Regions from separate parts of the Mus musculus genome. Here region 2 is linked to region 1. The links are chromatin contacts, called in public promoter capture Hi-C maps. All regions are on one chromosome and are shown on one strand. The core of a region is the stretch at or near the end of the contact, and the rest is flanking DNA. Distances in the headings are between cores, read along the strand shown.

The links. Promoter capture Hi-C pulls out the DNA fragments that hold promoters and counts their contacts.
Region 2: a contact with region 1 is called in a promoter capture Hi-C map of liver, with 4 times the contacts expected there. The contact joins the enhancer-like site here to the promoter of Pdcd5 in region 1. A contact is called at or near these places in 7 of 39 promoter capture datasets (the 3T3-L1 cell line, the C10 cell line, cranial neural crest and 4 more), 9 of 484 Hi-C or Micro-C datasets (Sertoli cells, brain, cerebral cortex and 5 more), 7 of 115 datasets of contacts at active chromatin or transcription factors (the NIH/3T3 cell line, astrocytes, craniofacial prominence and 4 more) and 2 of 9 other capture datasets (adipose tissue and liver).

The regions. Positions count from the first base shown.
Region 1 is chr7:35,643,929-35,649,834 of GRCm38.p6, reverse strand. Pdcd5 (programmed cell death 5) reads left to right here and starts at 2,353. Exons shown (of 6, transcript NM_019746.4): 1 at 2,353-2,529; 2 at 3,654-3,691; 3 at 5,423-5,484. The coding sequence starts at 2,464.
Region 2 is chr7:37,372,790-37,378,695 of GRCm38.p6, reverse strand. It overlaps a transcript of Zfp536 not described here. Among named protein-coding and RNA genes, the nearest start is that of Gm30483, 48 kb to the right of the region's middle. Within about 2 kb of position 2,280, at least 18 of the 459 cell types and tissues checked have an H3K27ac peak or open chromatin away from gene starts, as enhancers often do. A contact at or near this core is called in muscle stem cells, second pharyngeal arch cranial neural crest and stem cell-derived motor neurons, where this site is marked.

The sequences.
Region 1 (5,906 bases), core at 1,104-3,603:
CCACACAAGACTGTACTTGTGTGTTTGGATATGTGTGCACATGGAGATCAGAGGTTAACAATTGGATGTCTTCCTCAGTCATTCTTCACTGTATTTTTTGAGACAGGGTCTTGAAATGAACCTGAAGAGCGGCACTTTGAACAGACTGTCTGGGTCTGCCTCCCCAGGGTTGGGATGCTAGGCTGTATTCAGATAGGCTTTTGAGGGGAGGAGATATTAATGCAGGTCACCACACTTAGGTGACAGGCACTTTTACTACCTAAACCATTTCCTCAGGTCCAGGTGCTTGTGTTCTGACCTAGTTAATAAACGGTGACATTTACCAAAGTAAGGAGAAGTAGAAGGGACAGCTGATGAAGAAGTCAAGGGTTAACTACGGGTATGTTGAGTTTCAGATGCTATTAGAACTATGGAGAGGTTGACACAGGCATTTGAGAAAGATTAGGAGCTGTAGCTTTGTTGGAGGAGGTGTGGCCTTGGAAGAGGTGTGGCCTTACAGGAGGTGTGGCCTTGGAGGGGTGTGGCCTTGGAGGGGTGTGGCCTTGGAGGAGGTGTGTCACTAGGGCTCTGAATTTTCAAAATAGTAGTTGTCTCAAGACGTGAGATCTTAGCTGCTGTTGCACTGTCATGCCTGCCTGCTCATTACCATACTCCCCACCATGATGGTCACGGACTCTAATTCTCTGGAACTGTGAGCTCCAAATTAAAAGCTTTCTTTTATTAATGGCCTTGGTCATGGTATTGTATCACAGTAGTAGAAAAGCAACTGTCTGGTTTAGGATTTCTATTGCTGTGAAGAGACCCCATGATCACGGCATCTCTTATAAAGGAAGGCATTTGATTGGGGCTGGCTTATAGGTTCTGAAGTTTAGTCCATCATCATCGTGGCAGGGAGCATGGTGTAGTGCAGACAGGCATGGTACAGGAGAGGTCGCTGAGAGTTCTGCATCAATAGGCGAGCAGCAGGGAAAGTAACACTATGGCGTGAGCACACTTGAAACCTCAGAGTCCCAGAAAAACACTTCCTTCCAACCGAGACACACCTACGACAAGGCACACCTCCTAACTGTGCCACTCCCTAAGAGCCTCTGGGGGCCATTTTCTTTCAAACCACCACAGTCCCTAACACAGCAATTCCATCCATAGATACATATTTAAAATAACTGAAGGCAGGATTGCAGGCAGGCATTTGAACACATGCATTGATAGTGGCTTTACTCACACTAAGCAAAAAGTGAACAAGGTTAAACTGATGAATACATCTAATGTGCTTTGTACAGTAAATATGTTCAGCCAGGAAATAATGAAATGGGGGAGGGGAGAGCTTGTTTGGTTGGAGCCAAAGTCTCACTATGTAATGGCAAGCTGGTCTTCAATTCCAGATCCTCCTGCCTCAGACGCCCCTGGATTGGCCGACTTTAAAGGCACACACCCACCAAATCCAATCAAGAATGAAGTTCTGTCTCATGGTACAACATGGATAAAAAACTTGAAGGTGGTATATGATTGGTCAAATATGCCAGCCATAAATAAATAGTGCTTGAATAGGCAATTTTATACAGACAGAACATTGTTTTGTAATGGGAACCAGGGATAATAAATAATTTCTATTTAGTGAGTGGGTGCCAGTTTGTAATGATGAAAAATTTATAGAGAGTAGCCATTGCTCAACAGGGTGGATGTAGGTATATGGGCTAGAGGGATGGCTCAGTGGTTAAAAGTGTGTATTAGTCTTCCAGAGCACCAGAATTCGATTCTCAACCCAATATCAGGTGACTCACAGTTGCTTGGAACTCCAACTCCAGGGGTCCAATGTTTGTCTCCTCAGGCTCACTCATCCCTTACCTCCATATATATATATAATGAAAATGGTTAGATGTATTTGGAAAAATTAAAATACATATACCATAAGCAAGTCACAGGATTGGAGAATTGAGCAGTTTTTTTTTCCACCCACTCCATCCCTTACTGGGACCCTCACTCCAAAATCAGGGTGTGTGTGTGTGTGTGTGTGTGTGTGTGTGTATTGCCATAGTTCACACACACACTCACACACACAGCATCTTCTCAGCAAAGGCCCTTGGGGGTTGGGGTAAAGCAGACAGGGCGTCGACTAAGGAGTTTACACCTTGCAGAACTGCGCCATTGCCAGTCCTAGGAATCATTAGGGTGGGGCGTGTTAACGCGCAGTTCAGAGCCTGGGAACCCACAAGCGCCCTCTTAGAGGTTCTGCCCCTTTTCCCATCGCAGGATCGGTCCTCTGCAAGGCACCCTGGCCGAGGCCCGGCAGCCCCAACTCGGCACTCGACTTTTGATGCCTGAGCATCACTCGCGTCTGCGCAGTCGAAGGCGCCGGGCTCGAGTCTCCGGCCGAAGCGATTCCAACCGAGTGTACCGGAGGGCGGCTGCGGCTGCGCGACCCCCGACGGCCGCTGCGCCTGCGCGACGTGGGACAGCCGCGCCATGGCGGACGAAGAACTTGAGGCGCTGAGGAAGCAGAGGCTGGCCGAGTTGCAGGCCAAGCATGGAGTGAGTGAGCGAGCGGGCGGGCGGGCGAGGTGACGCCCTCGCCCCAGGCACAGGCTCTCGGCGTTTGCTCGTGGGACCCCGGCTTCCGCGTACCCCATGGCAACGTGTGTGTGCCCACGGGGATGGGGGTGTCCCCGGAGGTCACCGCCGCCTCCTCGGCTGCCGTAGGGTCCCGCGTGAGGCTTGTGCGGGTTGGGGTGTGCGCGCCTTCGAGTCACCCCCCACCCCACCCCCCAAGTCTCGGTTTTCGCTGCCGTCGAGCCTCAGGCGATCCTCGCCGGGATTGGGGTGTCCTCGGATTGGGGGGGGTCTTGCCGACCGGAAGCCCGCGCTGTGTAGAGGGGGATCCTCTGAGCTCTGGTGCGGAGGACGCCGCTCTGACAGCGCCTCCCCGGGCGGGAGTCGAACCGCGGACTCCAGAGATGGTGCTCAGCCCCTGCGGTGCCGGCTAGGAGGGAGTAGCGGGTTGTAAACTTGCCTTGGGACAAACGCTAGTGGTGGTGGGTGACCTCAGTGGCAAGCATTTGAGCCTTTGAGCCAGCATCTTTCGTGCCAAGCCAGGGTCTCTTTTTTCCAGTCTTCTCACTGGTTAAAAATAGGGCTCCATGATACCGGGGCCTTTTCAGGAATGTGTGCGTTCTCAAACATTCTTTTAGATTGTGACTTGAGACGCTTGGGAAATGTGGGGCTGGGAGTGGGGGTTAGCCTGGGCCACAGTGCTTACCTAGCATACACAACACCCTCTCTTCCCTGAGTTCCACCCTCAGCCCTTATTTAATAAAACGAACACAACATTGCAAATGGAAACTGACTTATTGATTTTTTTTTTTTTTTTTTTTTTTTTTTTTTGGTGAGGTCCAGTTTCCACCTCGGGAACCTATTATAGCAGAAAGAATATCGAATAAGCCCTTTATTTTTGTTTTCATTTATTTGGTATTTTACTTTATTTTGAATACGGTCTCTGTTTATAGCCCAGGCTGGCCGGTAACTTGAGATTCTTGTGTCTCCTAAGTGCTAACTATGGTGACAAATGTGCCTCACCCCACCTTTCCCTGACCCATGTGTTCTTCTCTCTTCTTTTGAAGTTCCACTCCATTAAAAGGTAAAAATTATTTTTTTTTCAGGATCCTGGTGATGCAGCCCAACAGGAAGCAAAGCAAAGGTAGGGCTGGAACTAGAACTTTCTGGAAGAGTGGTTTCATAGATTGAGCTTTTGGCTTTTATTTAGTAGTTGGAATTGGTCCGTGACTCTTAGTGAATCTCAGAACCTAGTGATTTTCTACTAAGCCTGCTTGAAGGTAATTCCCTTTTTAGTCTGATTCAGTAAATACCCACGGAGTTCCAGTAAGACCTCACTTTGAAGTTCTGCCTAAGCCCAACAGTAAATAACCTCATAGGGATTCTAGACCCAAGGCCTCCCCGTGAGCGGTCCGTGGACACTAACTTACTCTGCTGTTTTACCCCTGCGCGTGGCAGAGCACTTTCACTCAAGTTCAAGCATGCATTTGACGTGACTACTTCACACCCTGCTTTTGCCTCTCCCGTTGTTTGGGGTGTGTTCAGATCTGAGCACTAAGTCCCTTGCTCCCCACTCTCTTTGGCAACCTTCACGGTTAACCCGTTGGAAGTCCACATTCTCAAAGCAGGTTGTTTGGTTTTCCCTCTCTAATCAGGACTCCTCATCTAGGGTCTCTTTTATGCTTTGAGCGCATAAAGCCGGTGGTGGCTCACGCCTCTAACCTCCCTGCTTGGGAAGCAGAGACAGAAGGATCTCAAGTTCAAGGTCTGCCTGGATAGCTTAGCAAGACCCTGTGTTAAAGTGATTATATATATATATGAAAAAAAAAAAAAAAGGCTGGGGCTGTAGCACAGTGGTCGAGCATTTTCTAGCATATGCAGAGCCCTGGGTTCAAGTACTGATAAGGCATAAACAGATTGGTGCGTCTTATGGACCATAGCATCTTAGATTCAGGAACTCTTGAGAAGGTGGCCTAAGGAAATAAATTAAGTCTGGTTCTATGAGCCCTTGATAATAGGCATAACCAGCCCCAGCCGTCCCTTAATTCTGCCAGACCGTATCTGCTACTGTCTTTTGTGTAGTGTGTTCCTCAGAGAGATGTTTTAAGTCTCCTACTTAGAGTAGTGGTACAATCCAGTGGTCCTTCCACTCAGGAGGCTGAGGAAGGAAGTTGAAGAATTTGAGGCCAACCTTGGCTACATAGTGAATTCTGAGCCTGCTTGAGCTCCATAGCTAAATCCTGCCTCCAAAAAGGTTTGAAAGCAGTGTGCCACAGTTCCTACTTGAGTATTCAGGAAGAAGCGATGCTTGCAGAGTTACAATTTCACAGGATCTGGTTCTGCCCCTGCCACAGTGTTTCAGAATCTCCATAAGTCTCTGCGTCCTCCCTAAAGAAAGTCCACTTGTCTGTCTAACTGCCGAGGCTCCACTCAGGCCCGTAGCACGTGTCACACTGGATACTTACTGTTGGTGATGGTTGCTGCCCTGGACTACCACCTCATGAAATAGTGTCCTGCCATTCTCGTAGTTTACATCCACAGCTGGCTCCTGGAAGGCAGAAGCACCTGGCACCATGCAGTCGGAACTAGAGGGGTCTCACGGTGGCTCGCTGGATGGCTCAGGGGGGAGCATTTGCCACCAAGCCTCATGATCTGAGGTCAAGCTTCAGGACCCACATAGTGAAAGGAAAGAACTGACTCCCAAAAATTGTTCTGTGACCTTCAGATGTGCACTGTGGTGTGCCCACCCCAAACTCCAATAAATAAATGAATGAATAAATGTAAAGATTTTTTAAAGAGACATTGAATAAATGTTTTGTGCATTCAGATGCTGACAGCTTAGTTCTAACCTTGTGTGACCTATGTTTCCTTGTAGGGAAGCAGAAATGAGAAACAGTATCTTAGCCCAAGTTCTGGATCAGTCAGCCCGGGCCAGATGTAAGCATCTTCAATTTCTTTTCTTCCCATAAAATTGGCTTGAGGTAATTGGATGTGTAGATACCCACGTGAAGTTACTGCTCTGATCAGAGTGAATGTTTATAAGAAGTATGACATTTATAAATCTGGAGAGAGATTGTTTTACAATTGAAACACCATTCCTTACGAAGGTGCCCCTTGACATTTTTTCAGAAAAGTTTGGAGGGATTGACTCTTGAACAGAGTCAGTCACAGCAGTGTTGCTAGTTGTCATGGTCATGGGAGCTAGGGATTGATTGTATTCTGGGTGTCGGTGTGATGTCTGGAGTTTTCATACATAAAATCTCAAAGGAAAACTATAGAAAGGAGCCAGTCAGAATAAAGTAGCGTGTTCGGAAGAGCTGTACATCATCAGAAGCAGGAGAGCATGGAGATTAGGACCT
Region 2 (5,906 bases), core at 1,031-3,530, 1.7 Mb before region 1:
AAGAGATAGGAGCCTAAGCACAGGCTATCCCAATCATGTGTGCACATGGCTCTACAAACAAAAAAGCACACAGCGTTACATGAACAAATATGGGCATGACCATGAGACATGTCAAAGGATGCAACATTCAGAGGTGTCGGAGTTGTTTGCAAATGCCCCCCCCCCATGATCTGTAGTGTGTACCTGTGGTGTTCACGGGCTTCTGTGGGAAGCTGTCAGGGGATGTGTGAGATGTGACTGCACCCATCAGTGGGCTTGTGTCCAGATCGTGGACCTGCAAGTCCCACAGTCATGTTCTACGTCTTCGTGTTGATTAGCAGTGTACACTGAGCGGCCACGCCTCCCCTCCCTAGCCTGGTCGCATGCGAATGCACTCGCAGAGCAGCCTTGTGCCCATCCCATTTCAGCTGGCCCTCCCCAGTGATGTCATCGCTGTGGCCTGAGCCGGTACCTGCCCTTCAGTGCCTCACCTGCGTGATAGCGGCGTCGTATTAGGGCTGAGGAGGCACTGTGGTTTACAGAAAATTATTTTTTAAAAGATTCAGATCTCAGGAAGTTCCAGCAGTCAGCGTCACACACACACACACCCCCTCCCTCCACCTCCTAATCTGCTCAGGGCAGTGCTCACAAGCACCGTTTGTTCCAGACGATTCTTCATTTATTCTCCACCCCCTACCACACTCCAACTCAAACTCCCTACGGCTGGAGATTAGTCTTTTGTGAGGCAGGTCATCAAAGCTTTCTTAAAGTCCCAGTAAATTATACCCCTGGTTTCCCTCTTCAATTCCTTTTTGTTACTTTTTCAAAATATTCTATTAGTTTTGTTACGTATGATCTCCCTTTTGTGAATCCATGCTGAATATCTTTAATTAAATCATAACTTTCCCTATTTTGTCTCTGATTAGTGTTTCCAATATCTTCCCCACTGCTCAAGTCAAGCTTACTGGTGTTTAATTTCCTTGATCTCCCTCAGAGTCATTATTAAATATAGGTGTTGCATAAGGGCTCTGGTCCACCCGCACTTCTCTGGCTTCTCGGGGTATTTGTTAATGGGCCCCCAGTCACCTCACCTCCTCCTGCACAGAGTCGAAGATGGCTCCCACTTGCTCCGGAGTTATCAGTCCTTAGGTAGCCTGATTCCTCCCTCACCTGTTCTGCCGCGACGCTGATCTCCTTTGGAAACACTTGTCTGCCGCTAGCATCTGCTCACATCTTCTCTTTGTGGACATAAGAAGGCAAATAAAGTAGTTTTATTTATTTGTTTTTGGCAGTTGTCATACCCATCCCAATACACCAGGCTCTCTGCCTTTCAGATTTTATTCTCTCTCTCTCTCCCTCTCTCTCTCTCTGTGTGTGTGTGTGTGTGTCTGTCTGTCTGTCCTTCTGTCTCTGTCTTTCTTTCTCTCTTTTTCTTTCTGTCTGTCTCTGTCTCTCCCCCCCCGCCCCGTGTGTGTGTCTATCTTTCTGTCCCTCTCTGTGTCTTTCTCTGCCTCTGTCTCTGCCTCTGCATGTGTCTCTGTCTCTCTCTGTCTCTCTGTGTGTGTGTATGTGTGTGTGTGTCTGTCTGTCTTTCTGTCTCTGTCTTACTTTCTCTTTTTTTCCTCTCTGTCTGTCTCTGTCCCCCCCCCCAATGTGTGTGTCTATCTTTCTGTCCCTCTCTGTGTCTTTCTCTGCCTCTCTCTCTGCCTCTGCATGTGTCTCTGTCTCTCTCTGTCTCTCTCTCTGTGTGTGTCTGTCTGTCTGTCTTTCTGTCTCTGTCTTTCTTTCTCTTTTTTTCTCTCTGTCTGTCTCTGTCCCCCCCCATGTGTGTGTCTATCTTTCTGTCCCTCTCTGTGTCTTTCTCTGCCTCTGCCTCTGTCTCTGCCACTGTCTCTCTCTGCCTCTCTCTCTCTCTGTCTCTGTCTCTCTGTCTCTCTGTCTCTCTGTCTGTCTCTCTTTCTCATCTTCTCAGTACACAGCAGCCCAGGCTATCCTCCACCTCTCAGTCTTCCTGCCTCTGCTTCTCTAGTGCTGGGGATATAGCTGTGTGCCACCAGGCTGAGCACTTCATTAGGTTTTAGAAAAGCATGCTTAGTGTGCACAAGACTCTTGAGTTCAGTTGCTAGCACAAGGAAAAATAAAATAAAATAAAAGCACCACAACTCAGTTTCTAGGACCGTTTTGCTAAGTCCCTGGTTCAGGAACAGGCATTTCCTTCCCCTCACAGGTTCATAGCAGTTAATCCAGGGCCAAGAGTGCTGACCCTCAGCTGTTCCGGGGGAGGTGGGAGGTGCTGGGGCTTCCCTGACAACCACCAGGAGAAGAATCTGGCTCCCATTATGGGTCGTAGGGAGTTGTAACGTTTCCCACGAGCTGCTCGGGAAGCCTTTCATCTGAGCTCAGCTCTAACCTGGACAGTTTCCTTCACTTTCATTCCTGTGCAGCCTCTGACCTGCCCCTGTGTCTAACTCTATGTTTTTGCTATCCAGGGACTCCCTCACTTTCAGGTAGCATTGTGGGCTCAGCCTCAGGTGGGATTTGCTTCCTCTCTGGCCTGCATTCCCTGGACTCAGATAAAGGGCTGCCCCTCTAAAAGCTGCCAGCCACTGTCTTCAGAGACTTGGAGCAGCAGGCATTCCTGTGAAGAACATGGGCTACAGGAGCAGCTTTTGAGCCTGACCTGAGGTCCCAAGAAGCCTTCCTTAGATGCACTTCTCTTCTGCCCCTCCTGACCTCATTTCCTCTTTCAGCACGCACAGTGTAGACAGATCTTTGCGCTACGACATTGCTCTCCAGCTGTAACTTCCATGCCAAGTTTAAAAGTGAGATCCTTCCTAGAAACCCACGGGCGTTCTCGACCTACATAACAGCAAAGGGCCAGGGTGATGGCCCAGGAACAGAAGGTGCCAGGTTCTCCCCTCCGGCAAGAGCTGCTGGCCTTATGCAGGGATCCAATTGCAGAGGCGACATCAGCCAACAAAAATTTCAAGAAAGTATGACTCATAATTAGTCCTTTTGACATTGTTTCACATCAAAAGACATAGTCTGTGTTCTGTGTCCCTCACCCGAACATGGAAACTGCTGGAGTTTGCACGCACAAAGGGATTTGCGATTTTAAAAGCTTAATAAAGGCTGTCCACACAAAACACACACACACACACACACACACACACACACACACACACACACACACACGCCAGTTGGTTTCTTTAAAGTGGATTTAATTAGGTCAGAGAGCCTGTTACTTTGGGGGGGGGGGAGTGGCGCAGGGTGACGATCATTTAAACCATATTTTCAAGTTACCATGTTGTACTCTGCTAGACGGTGCCTCACAGATCCACACACGAGAAGCGAGAGCTAAGAGCTCCCTTGGAGCCTTAGAGCTCCTTTCTCTCAACTACTGGTTCTTCATGAAGAGAGGCCACTGTCCCTTGCCTCGGAGTTATGGGGTGGCATGGCTGGGGCATGTCATTCTGACGTTTACTAAGATTTCTGAGACCCAGGTCCACACCGAGGTCTCCACCCTTGTCAAGGAGCTACCAGCAGCTGCTGCAGACGTGGAGGGTTGGCCCCAGTCAGCCCCTGGGCCATTTTGGTAGCGATTTATAGATGGACTTTGTGAGTGAGGAGTGGGGGGGAGGGAAGGGAATCAAAGTCACAGGTGCTCCATTATAACGACTGGAACACTTACAGAGTCGGACGCTCTGTCATTTAATAAACCTAAAAACGAAAAAGCTTTTGTCTGTAAAAGGTGACCAATAGAGAAAGAGTTTGGATTATATGATATCTCATAACTTAATCATATGGCTCTTAAGAGGGGGACATACACAGCTGTGTCTCGCTAATATGCATGCAATATGTGTAAGCCGATATGCTTTAATTCGAAACTTGTTTTTAGCAGGAAGAAAAAAGCGTTTAGATGAGGAACATTAAGATTCAATATTAACCATTTTCCCCCCTTTGGGCAAAATTAGTCATCACTTGATATTTTTTAAAGCAGTATTTTATTATTATTATTTTATTTTTACTTTTTATTTTTGCTACACTGAGATGTGTCCAAAAATCTTCAAAGTTATGTGGCAGAGTGAACAGGAGACAGCAGCAGCCCGTTTTTAGCTGTCAGGGGACAATGGGTTTGGAAATATGGATTCTTTCTCTTTTAGCTCTCAAGTCTTCTGTTAAATACCCCAGACCAAGGGACAGGGCAAAGGTTAGGGTAGTTTGAAAATGGTTTCCGGTTTTGTGCTGCCTCTATTAGGCACACACGCTGGCGTTTTAATTGTTACTCTGTACTACTTTAACCTGAATTATTTAAGTATATTTGCCTTAATAATCTTACCCCCCCCCCAAAAAAAAAACCCACCAAGACAAAGGAATTGTAGATTAGAGACTTTTTATTTTCAGGGCAAAATGATACGGATAAGTGAACATCAACTGACCAGAAATTATTTGCTTCTGTCTGTTAGACACGTAATGGAGTCATTTAACTAGTCAAATTAGGAGCCGCAGAAAGCACCATGCTTCATTACTGAGTTCGAATGGGCACCATTTTACATTTACGTCAAAAATTATCTCATAGCAAATTAATGTTTTCATTGTGCCGAAAAGCTGGAGCTATGCAGTATTAGCACCACCTAGAGGCTGCTTGGAGAACTGCTGGGGAGGGAGGCAGCTCATGCCAGGGCCAGATCAGGTTATTGGCAGCCTGGATTAGGCACAGCCCGTACATGGCGAGGGAGCGAGGAGGTAGGACAGTTTTCCCGATCTCGGGGTGATGCTCTCTGCTCCAAAATATTCTCAGTCTTTGATACTCACTCAAGTCCTGTACGTAGTTCTACTTAAGATTGTAAATTATTTTGTGTGTTTGGATGTTTTGCCTGTCTGTGTGTGTATCACATGCGTGCCTTTCCATTCCAACATGCAGGGGCTCTGAAAGAGAGCAGAGAATCCCCTGTTGCTGGAGTTACAGATCATTATGAACTGCCGTGTGGGTGCTAGGAACCACACCCAGGTCCTCTGTAAAAGCAGACATGCTCTACACACTGAGCCATCTCTCCAACCCTCATGCCTGTACTTCTTATTTCTCTCATACTACACATGAGCTCTTTTTCCTTCCCAAGACTTACGCTGTATGCAGACATCAGATGTAAGCCAAAGCAGTGTTTCTAACATAAATAAGAGTCCTGTCTGCCATGGCTTTACCAAAGTGACATCATTATAACCTATCTTTTGTTAGTGTCAAAATTTTCCCTGTCTGGGAAGAGACACCATAAGATATTCTTTCCTTTAAAGCCACATAGAACCAGCTCAGCTCCCATCCAAACAGGTTAGGAAGGTTCCTGGGCACCCCAGGAGTGCTGGCTTCTGCTTAGCGTGGAGAGAAATAATTTAGAATAAAATGGCAAGCCCTTCCCAATAAAAATATTTATGAAAATGATATGAAAGCAGTCGGTGGCTCTGGGAGAGCATGGAGCATACTCTCGGAGCAGAAGCAGAGAGAAGAATCGAAGCATATAAATAGCATTGAGGACTGGAGAATATTTCTAGACAATATTGATGTCTAAAATATATGTGAATGACTGCGTAATGATCAAGGCAGACATAATTCAAAGTACAGTCGGGAGCTGGCCTCCAACTCCCAGCCTTCAATTCTCCAGCAGACATCTGTTTGCTGAGAAAACCTCCCTAACAGCTGCTCCACGGGAAGGGGACAGAGCCCAGGGCAAGATGCAGAGCTGACAGGTTCAGGAGGTTCCTAGGTGCAGAACTAACTAGTGACCCCTCTCCCACTCTCCAGGGTGCACAGAGCCATTCTGTTTGTAGATTGGGCGGAGGGAGGAAGCGGTTCTGAGAACCAGGGGAGCAAAGATCTCCCTGGGGAGTCTCGTCAGGGTGCCCAGGCTACAACATCTCCAGGGCAGGCCCAT